2 separate regions of the Sus scrofa genome follow, and region 1 is linked to region 2. The links are chromatin contacts, called in public HiChIP or PLAC-seq maps. All regions are on one chromosome and are shown on one strand. The core of a region is the stretch at or near the end of the contact, and the rest is flanking DNA. Distances in the headings are between cores, read along the strand shown.

The links. HiChIP or PLAC-seq counts read pairs in DNA pulled down with a chosen protein or histone mark.
Region 1: a contact with region 2 is called in an H3K27ac HiChIP or PLAC-seq map of skeletal muscle, with 6 times the contacts expected there. The contact joins two enhancer-like sites. A contact is called at or near these places in 1 of 47 Hi-C or Micro-C datasets (skeletal muscle) and 1 of 2 datasets of contacts at active chromatin or transcription factors (skeletal muscle).

The regions. Positions count from the first base shown.
Region 1 is chr1:132,180,368-132,183,361 of Sscrofa11.1, forward strand. No RefSeq gene overlaps it. Among named protein-coding and RNA genes, the nearest start is that of THBS1, 440 kb to the left of the region's middle. Within about 2 kb of position 1,459, at least 7 of the 83 cell types and tissues checked have an H3K27ac peak or open chromatin away from gene starts, as enhancers often do. A contact at or near this core is called in skeletal muscle, where this site is marked.
Region 2 is chr1:131,851,756-131,854,792 of Sscrofa11.1, forward strand. No RefSeq gene overlaps it. Among named protein-coding and RNA genes, the nearest start is that of THBS1, 110 kb to the left of the region's middle. Within about 2 kb of position 1,451, at least 17 of the 83 cell types and tissues checked have an H3K27ac peak or open chromatin away from gene starts, as enhancers often do. A contact at or near this core is called in skeletal muscle, where this site is marked.

The sequences.
Region 1 (2,994 bases), core at 209-2,708, 330 kb after region 2:
GTCATGCTCAAGCATGTGGAATTTCATGAGCCAGGTGTCAAACCTGTGCCACAGCAGCCACCCAAGCCACTATAACAACAATGTTGGATTCTTAACCTGATGTGCTACAAGGGAACTCCTCATTACATCTTTATTCACTATAATCAACAACCGCGGGAAGTATGTTTCCATTTGAATTTTGATGACTTATTTTTGGTGCATAGCTGCGGGACTATATTTTATAGTTCAGCCTGTTAAACATCCTACTTTTCTATACATTGGGAGAAGAACAAAATGATTTCACTGAGAAGAAACAATTATATTCTGCCAACTATGATAGATATCATTAGATGTGTCAGAATGGGATTATCCTAGTGTTTAGGTCAAAACCTTTAGCTCTTATTTAACTACAGCATGTCTTTGAGTACTTTCAAGGTCACCTCTCTCCTTTCTTTGCTGAAAATCAGGTGAATTCTACCTAGGAGAGCATGCATAAAATTATGAGAGAGTGAATATTACTCCACTGTCTAATTTGAGAGTGGCCCTTCTCTGAGATCTCTATACAAATCTCTCCTGGTCATGAAATCCCCGGAGAGACCGATCACATAATTTATCTTCTTCAGTTGGACTTAGCAGCTGTTGGCCTATCGGGTAGCAAGAGAGGCTGCAGCTATGGCCTAATAACCCCAATACTGGGCCACAGCCACTAGCTGACCTCTGGGAAAGAGAGTTGCCTTTTTTTTTTTTTTTTTTTTTTTTTTTTAAATCTCTGCTCCAGTGTCAGCTCATGCTGGCCAGTCTTTTTAGGACTGTCTCTCAACTTGAGCAGCCTTGTCCCAATTTTTTTTCTTGTTTAGGGAATTTCCCTTTTTGCCTCCCTGCCCTCATATGGAAACCTCCCTTTATCCTTGGTCAACTTTCGCTGACTTTTTGGAGACAGCTTAACCAACCTCCCTTATTGGTTCTTATTAAAATAGCCTCTCTCTGGATGGTGACTTATTTGCACAGAGAGCTGATAAATGGCTCTTTGATGTTTCTATGTTGTAACCAGCAGCCCTTTAGTGAGATTTTTGAGGGACATCAGTGGGTCTCATTACTTGCACGGTGACCCACGTGGGCTAGACTGATGCATCACTAGGACTTATGAGGAATCAGCTGGTACTAAAAAGAAAAGGTGAATCAAGGTGAATTAACACTTTGCAAGCACCAGGATCCCACATGATCTCAGGGAGCTTGGGGTTAATAGATGCAGACTATTGCCTTTTAAAATTTTGAATGCAGAGAGCTAAAGATCTGGAAAGGCAGGGAGGACCGAAGGAATGAATTGCTGAGGTTTGGGGGTTCTACCAGCTGCCAATATTTTTGTCTTAGTTTTTGGTTCGAGTTTTTCATTTAATGACTTCCAGGCCTGACCCCTGCCTCCTCAGCTGTGCTGAGCTGAGATTAGTCACTGCATGCGCCTTTATTTGTAGCATGTCAAGATCTTGTGCTTCAGTCTCAAGGTCCCCAGACTCCTCTGCGTTGGCTGCAGGACTATACAAAGTAAATGAAAGACAGAATTGAAGGGAAACATGTCCTTAGGCATGCCTCTTGCCTCACCCTGAGAAGGACTTACTTCACCTCTAGTCAGTGATCACATGTGAGAAAAAAAAAAAAGAGGCAACAGTAAAAACTCCCAAATTCCTCCTACGGCTGCAAGGGTCTTACAATGCTTTTCCTGAGGCTATTGTATCTACCGAAGAGTTTAGGAGAAATTCATGGTGGCAAAATGACCTTGAACAACCTAAGGGATGATTGAGTGAGCTCTGGAAATGAGGTTCTAAACCTGAGAGAAAGTCAGTTGCGGTTTTGTTGAACATACTGATTTATTTCTCCCAAAGGAGCAAGGAAAACCCATCCCAGCGATCTTTACCCTCAAGCACGTTTATTGCTTTCTACGTATTCAACAGCTGAAGGCCACACAGCTGAGTTGCTGGCTTCACTGAACTCGAATAGTCCAGTCAAGGGCCATTATTTTATCCAATATGGAAGAGTGGACATCTCAACAAGCTTTCCCAAGCTACCATGGCAGGTAAACACCCAGAAGTCGGACAATTGTGATAACCCAGGACCACAGACAACCCTGGATAAGATGCACTTTCTGCAGAGGTTACCCTGTCTTTCTCTCCCATCCGAGTCTCTCCAGAATCGTCCTTTTCTTGTTTCGCTTAGAGTTTACATGTGATGATTCTCAAAATTGGATATATATTGAGATACAGATCATTTTTTTTAGGACATGTTTACTTACACAAGGTTTCAGGAGCATTTTGAAGTTAAATACTAATTCTTTGCTATGTCTCAATATAAGAATGGAAGGATGCCTCACTAATAAAGAAACTACTACTTCATCAGCAACATGTGCTACCCTAGATATCAAGGAAGGGATGAGTTTTACTTCCAAAGATGCTGCCCTGCATCCTTTTAGGAAGGAAGGAGGGTATAAGTCAGTCAGATATTCCTTAGAATCATTAGTCCATCTCAGAGAAAGGGTGTGGTATATCTGCATAATGTTTTTCCTAATCTTACCCATTCTAGGTAGAACTTTTTGGTTGGAGTTACTTATAGAAATGCAGCTGCTTAGTTCATGCAGACATTTACTCGGTGTGTGACCCAAAGGGCAAGTGATAGAATGGGGTAAATAAATATGAATGTAGAATAAAAGCATCTCAAGAAAGAAGCAGAAAAAAATAGTGAAGGAAGAGTGACTTGGATTGGGAAAGGAAGAGGGTGGTGGTGCTGGTAGAAGCTGACTTTGTTCAGAAGGGAATGGTTGGGAATTAGAGAGGGAACTTTTCTCCTAGAGGATGAGTGAGGATGAGCAAGTGGTAATGGCTTGAGGTGAGACTTGGGAGGGATACCATTGTAGGCTTGACAAGGCTGGACTCTGAGCAGTGGGTGTTAAGGCTGTGCCTTGGGTAGAGCTTCTGCTTTATGCCCTCTAGGAAGGGGTTCTTGTTTGAGAAACAGCTCACAGAG
Region 2 (3,037 bases), core at 201-2,700:
CATGAAACTAGATGATGTCATAACCAGCCCTAAGTTGGTACCTTTGCAATGTAGCACCAGGCTGCCAAGTGGGAGGGCTGGCATCAGGCCTCTCACTTAGAAAAATGTGAGTTAAGTGGATTAACACAGACATGGTAATGGAGAGTGCCCATTCTCTCAGCACTACTCTTGCCACAGCAGTTCTCCTATATTCCCTGACCTAAGAATGCTTGACTCTGTCCTCTTAGATTCCCCTACACCTGTCCTCCCAGTGACAAAAGCTTGTGCTCAGTAAGTCTGGGTCAGTACTAGCTCTGATACTTACAGCCTCAAAGAGCCAGAACCACCAAGGCTCCTAGAAGTCAGTCTTGGTGTATACCTATTGGTCTAATCTTTCTTCCGTGATGTTTTCTCTTAAAGGGGTCAGCAGCTCCTTCTTGTTCTGGGCCTTGGTCAGGGTCACTCAAGTCCACCCTGATGATTTTCCACTAAGGACAATCTCAGGAAGTCAGACTTGCGTCTTTTTCCCTTTGGAAGGACATTTGGGTTTCCTTTGAAAATTTCCTCATCTTCTCCCCAGCACCTAACATTTCTATAGCAACAGTTCACTTCTGGGGGAAAATGATGAACACATGCTTCACTAGAGCCCTACTCTACTTGCTAGCTGAGAATAAGAGCAGTGGAAATAACATCTCAGACAAACATTTTCCATAGTCTGTAGAGAGTAATCAATAAGTGGAAAGGAAGTTACTTGGCAAAGTTCGTCAGCATTCCCTTTTCAGAAGCATTCTTCTGTGTTCAACTGCGCAGCCTCATACCTTTTCATGATTTCTCAACCTCTGGTTGGGGTGACTTCTCAGAACTTGGAGGTCTTCTTAGCGCACATTTGGGAATCTGATTTCCACTAAGTTCTTTTTGTTTTCCTAGAGTTTGGGTATAATGGGACTAAGTCTAATGAAAAGGATCAGATGAGTGGCTGATTTAATTCCCTGGAGCCCACTCCTTCTCTGGAACATTGACTGTCTAATTTGTCTGTAGAAAGACCCAGCTGTTCACAGACAGCCCCGTGTATCCCAAAGGGAATAAGAAGCAGCATTCCTGTGAACTACAGAGTTCACGCTGGGGGTGGTGGGAGCAGGGGAGGGGAGGGTCTTTATTTTTTATCCTCTTAGAACTTGTTGCTTCCAAATAAATGGCTGTAAATGGAGATGAAGGGATCAGGCTGGTGACTAATTTCTCTGGGGAGCCTAAATAGCTCCACTCCTGACCCCAATGTGTCTCTTCCCCCGTCTTCACCCCCTCGCCCCCGCCACTGCCCCACAAGACTCATAGTGGCTCTATGACAAGGTGGGTGTTTGTGATCCAGTTCAGGATGGGGATTAACTCAGTCCTCCTGGTGGTGGTATTCTTTCCATGACAGGGCTGACGCTCAGCCAGTGGAATCCCTTCCCAATGAGACAAGGGAACAAGCAGTGTGTGTCAGGTTGATTCAGCTGAGGAAGTCGCGGCCTCAAGTTAGCCTTATAAGGCTGTGGTTCCGGTGGAAGTGAGGCTGTCTCAGCTTGAAAATTCAAAGCACTGAGCATTCCCAGATGACATCTGTAGTTTCTCCAACACAGTTTTGGCTTCCTTGGTTCCCTGTAGCCCCTTTGATTGTGCAATCACAGCTTGGCAGTTTGTTTGTCCTGGGAAATCTGTACATTTTCAGCTCTGACATCTCAAAATTAGTCAGTGAAGCATTTTTATTAGGGTGGTTTATTGTAAAGCAGAACTGCTTCCTACCAACATTTCTTCTAACTAGTACTAGTAGTGTGATGGCTTCGGGGGAGGAAGGTATTAGTGGAAGGGAGGCTGGCTGTGGAATTGGATAGATCAAGGTTCAAATACTGACTTCCTTTTTTTTTTTTTTTTAAAAAAAAATGTGCTGAAGGATCTTAGATCATCAGGAGCTCAGATTAATCTTCCGTGAAATGGAGAAAATGACACAAACCTCACAGGGCTGTTGTGAGGGTTATGTACAATGTAAGCTAAGAGTAGTGCAAATAAATGGACTCAGTAAGTTTGTGTAAATAAATATGTTATATGTGATATGTGTGTGTGTGAGAGAGAGAGAAAGAGATGGTCCTAGTGTAGACATGGGAGTAGTTACAAGTTGATTGTCTATGTTGGGAATCTCAGCTCACTTTTTAGTCCTTGACAGATCACACACACATACTCACAAAAGCTCACATGCACACATACACACACCACATGCACACATTTCTTGGAAACCTCAACTTTACTTTTTTTTTTTTTTTGTCTTTTTATCTCTTACGGCATATGGAGGTTCCCTGACGAGGGGTTGAATTGGAGCTGTAGCTGCTGGCCTATACCACAGCCACAGCAATGCCAGATCAGAGCCGCATCTGTGACCTACACCACAGCTCACGGCAACGCCAGATCCTTAAACCACTGAGCAATGCCACGAATCGAACCTGAAACCTCATGGTTCCTAGTCGGATTCGTTTCCACTGTGCCACAACAGGAACTTCTCAACTTTATTTTGATAAATAATTTCTTTCTGAGGCTGGTCAAAGACTACATGTCTGTGAGGAATTCCTCAAACCTCCCTGCTGTCTGGTCACGTCTGACCTGGGTTCCATGCTACTGTCCCCAGAAGCAATCCCAGGCTCTTCCTTTTCAGCCATTGACTGGTACCAGGTACAATTAAAAGATGACCAACTTCTTTTTAACTCTCACTAATGTCTAAGATCTGAAGACAGAAATTATTCTGAATTCTAGTTTGAGATGTCTGGGAAAGAAAGATTTTTCTCCAACTCTTGGAATACTTCCCTGTCATTGCAGCATTCATAATGTTTCTAAAGAGAGTGCCTTCACTGGCATGGTGAGAAAAGATATAGTCCCTTTTGTTATGAAGTCCCTGTGTCAACTATTGGTCACTAGCTTCTTAGTATATTTAGTGAAAGGCTTCATGTCTTATAATTATGAAATGGAGTTCCCAGCAATATATTGGAAAAAATCTCCTGCCTGGAATAAACTTCGCAGATTTGACTTGTCA